Regions from separate parts of the Tachysurus vachellii genome. Here region 1 is linked to region 2. A link is a contact called in public Hi-C data. All regions are on one chromosome and are shown on one strand. The core of a region is the stretch at or near the end of the contact, and the rest is flanking DNA. Distances in the headings are between cores, read along the strand shown.

The links. A called contact is a pair of places that touch in the nucleus more often than the background predicts.
Region 1: a contact with region 2 is called in a Hi-C map of blood, with 8 times the contacts expected there. The contact joins the promoter of LOC132854806 here to the promoter of tbc1d7 in region 2. A contact is called at or near these places in 3 of 3 Hi-C or Micro-C datasets (blood and muscle).

The regions. Positions count from the first base shown.
Region 1 is chr12:6,229,867-6,233,081 of HZAU_Pvac_v1, forward strand. LOC132854806 (zinc finger protein 239-like) reads left to right here and starts at 1,879. Exons shown (of 2, transcript XM_060883425.1): 1 at 1,879-1,934.
Region 2 is chr12:5,534,569-5,537,528 of HZAU_Pvac_v1, forward strand. tbc1d7 (TBC1 domain family, member 7) reads right to left here and starts at 1,615. Exons shown (of 9, transcript XM_060883382.1): 1 at 1,474-1,615.

The sequences.
Region 1 (3,215 bases), core at 629-3,128, 700 kb after region 2:
AATAGCTAGTGCCCATATACTGTACCCTGTGGCCATGCTTACTCTCTGTGTGGCCTTCTACCTGTAATGTACCATTATATTTCCTTTGGGTACCGTCAGATAGAACATTGCCTGTGGTTTATATAAAAGAACAAGTGCAGGGTGACAAATGAACTGAATGTTTTGTACTAAAAAGATACAAAGGCAATGTCACAGCCCTGTCTGTATGTGTGTATATATAAGGGGGATTAAAATGAGTATTGCGTGCCTTAAGAGTCAGCCGATAATGAGAGACTCACCCAGGAACTAGTTAAAGAGTGATCCATATATATTGTGAGTTGCTCTATGTAACAAGTAACACAAAAGGCTGCTGGAGTGGCAACTGAAGCATAGCAGGAAGTGTAAACATCCTATACAGGGTCATAAAATATTAAACACACAGCGCTTCAAATCATACAGAGACTGTCAGCAGCCATGGAATCCCTGGACAATCACAGACCATCGCATCGGCCTATGGTTGCTGTTACACATTTGTTGCAAACACTAAATAATAGTGGTCTGTGTAAACATGAACTGGAGCAAACCTACTAAATAGTTTAGCTAACTATTATAGTTTAGTCTGGATAACGTAGATTATTAAATAGTTATGAAGGTAAAGTCAAAGTTTTTGATTTGTGCCACATGATGAAAAGGACACCAGATCAGATCACCAGTGGAAAGATTTAAGAGAGACAGAACTTGTTGCCAGTCAACGAACAGAGTGCACGGAGGTTTAATTGATTGGTAATAGTAACCTAATGTCCGAATGACCCTTAATTTGCTGGAAGTGAACAATATTTAATGGACCACTAGAAAAGTCAGACCTTTTGTCAGAGTCAGACCACAGTTCGGCTCAAGCCCAGCCATTTTTAGGGTCATGATTGAGGACAATGTCCAGTCCAGAGACAAGCTGTTTCGTGTTGAGGTTTTTTTTACAAACCGACCATCGAAAATACCCTCGCTATTTTTTTTTTTCATTGGTTGTTGCGTTAAATCTTACCCAAATAGTGCTATTTTCTGATTGGCTATTGTGTAGCCTCTTTTTTTTGATTGGCTAATAAGTGTCAGGGTCGACTAAGAACTGAGACGCGCTTGATTCCTGCCCGTTTCCATAGAGACAGCGGTGCGGACTGATACATTTTGTGCGCTGCGGCTTATTAAATATATGATAAATTTTCAAAAAGTTTTTCTGCGTGAGAAATACGATGTGTGGCGGGAGCGTGAGAAAAGACCGAAATGCGTGACTGTCACTCTCAGTGCGTGACTGTCACTCTCAGTGCGTGACTGTCACTCTCAGTGCGTGACTGTCACTCTCAGTGCGTGACTGTCACTCTCAGTGCGTGACTGTCACTCTCAGTGCGTGACTGTCACTCTCAGTGCGTGACTGTCACTCTCAGTGCGTGACTGTCACTCTCAGTGCGTGACTGTCACTCTCAATGCGTGACTGTCACTCTCAGTGCGTGACTGTCACTCTCAATGCGTGACTGTCACTCTCAATGCTTGACACTTGACAGCCCTGCAACTTTTTTAAAACACTAAACGGAATTGGATTTATCTCAACTTTAGATTTAGTATATAAACCACAATAATCTAAGCGTTTAACAATAAGAGCAATAAGAGCTAAAAACCTTTTACTCTGCTTAATGGAGCACATTAACCACTGTGAGAAATATGAAATGTTCTAAAATGTGTGTTTTTGTGTTAATAATTAACTTTGACTGCTTCATTCACGTATTATATTGTTAAAAACATTTGTTCAATGTGAAATGATTTAAAAACAACAACTACAACGACGACAATTAATCAAATATCGAATTTTCCAACGCGGTAGGAACCATTGTTCGGAATTAGTGGTTCCGGACCTATTTTATTGACACAGACTGTGGGCGTCCACAATCCTACTCTAACACAACACGGTAAGAAAGTTTAGCTTTAGCTTTAGCTTTAGCTTTAGCTTTAGCTTTAGCTTTAGCTTTAGCTTTAGCTTTAGCTTTAGCTTTAGCTTTAGCTTTAGCTTTAGCTTTAGCTTTAGCTTTAGCTTTAGCTTTAGCTTTAGCTTTAGCTTTAGCTTTAGCTTTAGCTTTAGCTTTAGCTTTAGCTTTAGCTTTAGCTTTAGCTTTATTTAGTTATCTTCGACTAGTTATCGCTAACAGTGAAAGCAAACAAAAAGATCTCCGTCCCGACTCTCTCCAGTAATGTTGTACAGTCGCTGTATGAAACATGGGAGATGATCTGAAGCCTGTATGTTGGTCAAACAATACAGCAATAAAAATACAATGGAGATAATTCACCAATCTTTGTCTTTTGTGTACAGTGTTATTTATATGAGCAGTAGTCTTAATTGTGTATCTGTTAAATGTGCTGAATGCTAGACTAGGACTTATTTTTATCCAGTACAGCCATGGCAAGGCATGATGCTCAGTTTAGTGTATAAACTCCTTGCAAGTCAAGTCAAGAAGCTTTTATTGTCATTTCAACCATATATAGCTGAAATGGGACAACGTCTCTCCATGATTGTGGTGCTACATAAAACAAAGACAGGGCTAAGGACTTAGTAAGTAGTCCTAGCCACATAATGTGCAACTGTGCAACCTGGTGCAAACAGTGCAGGACAAGACAGACAAGACAGTGCAGGACAAACGACAGTGCAGACGAAAAGTTACAAGACAATACACAAAAGACAAACAAACAGCGCTGACCGGTGTAAATACTGTATGTTCAGACAATATTGCGTGCAGTAATACTAGAATGAACACAGTTACTTAGCAGCAGGTCCCTGAGATAATGTATAGGATTTGTGCAAACACAGAAAACGACTGAAATATATTGTACAGTATGTGCAAAACGACGGAAATGTAAGACAGTGTGTGCAAATAGCAAAAAAGTGTGCAAAAACAGCATGTAAACAGTTTGATGGACGTAAGCAGCATGTAAACAGGTTGATGGATGTATATTGGAAGTGTGTGTATTGGTGTAGGTCTGTGCAGTCCATACAGATGATGTGCGTGTGTATGTTGTGCTCAGTACAGTTCAGTTATTGAGATGTCTGATTCACAGTATAATGCAGAATGGTCCAGTGTGTTGGGATACCAATTGAAGGTTGTGAGTTCGAATGCCAGATCCACCAGTCTGCCACTGTTGGGCCCATGAGCAAGGCCCTTAACCCTCAATTGCTCAGTTGTATGAAAAAATGAGAT
Region 2 (2,960 bases), core at 365-2,864:
TGCTGGTCTGCTGGATTCCTCCTCTTCAGTAATAAGCAGAAAATGAGCCGCAGCGAGCGAGGAAATTGTAAAATAAAAGAGGAAAAGTCAGCTACTTTTTCATATTTCTGCAGGTTTTATATTTCAAACAATGTTACTGTACTGTATCAGGTTTGTTTTTTATTTTACAGATGTATCTCAGTCTACCTCAGTTTTATTTATGTTTACAAAACACTGCACATATTTTAAAACACTTTATTCACCAGAAGGTGAACAGCTAGTGAACCTCCTAGCACTAAATTTTGCACTAAATTTCTCAGGTTTCTCTATGTTTATATTTAACACTTTGCACTATTTTATTACACTTTATTAAGCATTTCTTACATTTTCTTTCATTTTGTACCTTAAATGTTAAGAGATCATTGTTAAGTGTTCAGTGTGACTTTAGACTTATGTTTACATTTTAATTATTTGAATTTTCCTGGTTGTTGACATTTCTGTCTTAATAACTGAGGGGATTACGATCAGAGGAAGGTTAAGTTTAAAATAAAAATGTTTAAATGGAATATATTTTTCTCCTGGTCCTTATTTTAAACGAGTCATAAAAAATATCAATAATTATCGATATCGACCGATATGAAACACTGATATCGTGATACAGTTTTCAGCCATATCGCCCAGCCCTAGTATAAATGTATAAACAATGCCAGGAACAATCTGTGTGTCATTTGTAACTTGAATGCTTTTGCAAGGCATTTTATATAAACAAAACTGACATAAATATATACATACACACACTTCTTTTTGGAAATGTTTGAATTAAGAAGTAATTAAATTATATTTATCATAATCAAGCAGTCAATCCTGAAGCATTTTAGCCATAATTAACACTTAAAATCTGATAGACAAAATTAATTTAGTTTTTAATGTTCTGGTGTTGTTATGTTTCGTATATATCAAGATTCAGACTAATATATAATTATTATAATTATTATTTAAAAAGGTTAAAATCATACAAATCAAAGAAATCAACATCCGGTGCAAAAGCGCTGCTATTATCATTATTGTTGTTACTTATTTATTTTAACTTACGTCCATTTGAACTAGTGAAAGAAGGCTGTCAATCTAGCCAAGCTAAAGGCTAAAGCTAAAGGCTAAAGCTAAAGGCTAAAGCTAAAGGCTAAAGCTAAAGGCTAAAGCTAAAGGCTAAAGCTAAAGGCTAAAGCTAAAGGCTAAAGCTAAAGGCTAAAGCTAAAGGCTAAAGCTAAAGGCTAAAGCTAAAGGCTAAAGCTAAAGGCTAAAGCTAAAGGCTAAAGCTAAAGGCTAAAGCTAAAGGCTAAAGCTAAAGGCTAAAGCTAAAGGCTAAAGCTAATATAAAGCAATTTATGTGCATGTTTTACGAAACTAGTCCATCACCGTCCGTCCTCCTAAATATGTTATTACAAATTTTCAAGATAAAACCGTATCAACGGATCAAACTATGTTGAAACCTACCACTTTTCCGCCCCAGGTACAGGCCGTGATGTGATCCTCGGGTTTTCCCAGCTTTCAAACCGCAGCTTTCGTGCGTCTTTTCCCTGCAATTCTGAGCTGTTCCTCCATGTCGTCTACATCCGCACTGAAGCACTATACTTTGGACGAGTAATGCCCAGTCTATAGTATGGCAATCCAAAAGGGTCATAAACTTCAAATGTATTCCATTCACACACTGTGCATCTTAATCTCACAGGCTAATTTGTTTACATATCAAAACATGTTCCTTGTTAAAAAAAAGACTGTCTGAAGGCAGAATAGACATCTAGAAGAATAGATTTTTATCCAAATAGAAAATAGTGGTAAATTGATGACAGGCTTTTCTTTTCTGTTGTTTTTTTACCCCAGAAATCATTCCTAGCAATTTTGGATAACTTTTTCCAAAATGCTTCAAAATACTACCATTGTGGAAGTAGATACAATAGACATAAAGACGATACAGATGATTCCAACTCAACACCATCACTTGTTTTGCATCCACAGATCTGGTTCTTAAAAGGATGATAATCTCACCTAGACATTGTAAAGTTGTTCTGTACATAAGAACTGTTGCTGAACTGAACATACATTTAACACACTTAGTACTGTTGGACTATAATATTTATAATATACAATTGTGAAATAATATTGACTTCTAATTCCAGGATCAACAAAGATGGATTCCCTTTAAATCTACTTCCTTTTCAAGGATTTTTCTGCATATCATTTTAGTGACTTTTTCCATGCATCTGTTGCCTTTGGCTTGCCCATTAGGGATCAACATCTAGATTGCAATTAAACTATTTTGTGACTATGTTGATTGTTAAAAGCACTTTAATAATATTACACAATAAACAATTGTGGAAGAGTTAGAATATAAATTCCATTATCTGGTGTCACCCAGAGGAGGATGGGTTCCCTTTTGAGTCTAGTTCCATCACAAGATTTCTTCCTCAAGCCGTCTTAAGGAGTCTTCTCTTCACTCTGTTGACACTGGTTTGCTCATTAAGGATCTAAATATAAATCACCATCTGCTCTACTGTGCAACTGCTACATGAGTAGGTCTATTGTTAAAAGTTCTATAGAAATAAAATAAAAATGATTTCATCTAGCATTATTAAACACGTTCCACGGGTGAGCCGTACCTCGTGTCATGTATGTCACTGACTGGAGTATTGTGCTTCAAATGTGTACAGTCCCTAAATCCAATATATTTTCCGTTTTATTTGCTTTCATTTTTTTTATGTTTACTTTAACTAAAAAAGTGTTTTATTTTATTATCTGAAAATTGGTTGGTGGAATCACTTACTGTCATCTTAAACCAGTATGAGTATTCTCTTCCAGGGTCCTGTCAGCAACATGGCATATCAAAGCTAATAGTTTTCCACCACCATATCATGGTTACCGAGTTCCTGTCTGTCCTATCTGTTCCTCTGTCGTCTTTCACATTTCAGTCGATTGCTGTTTTG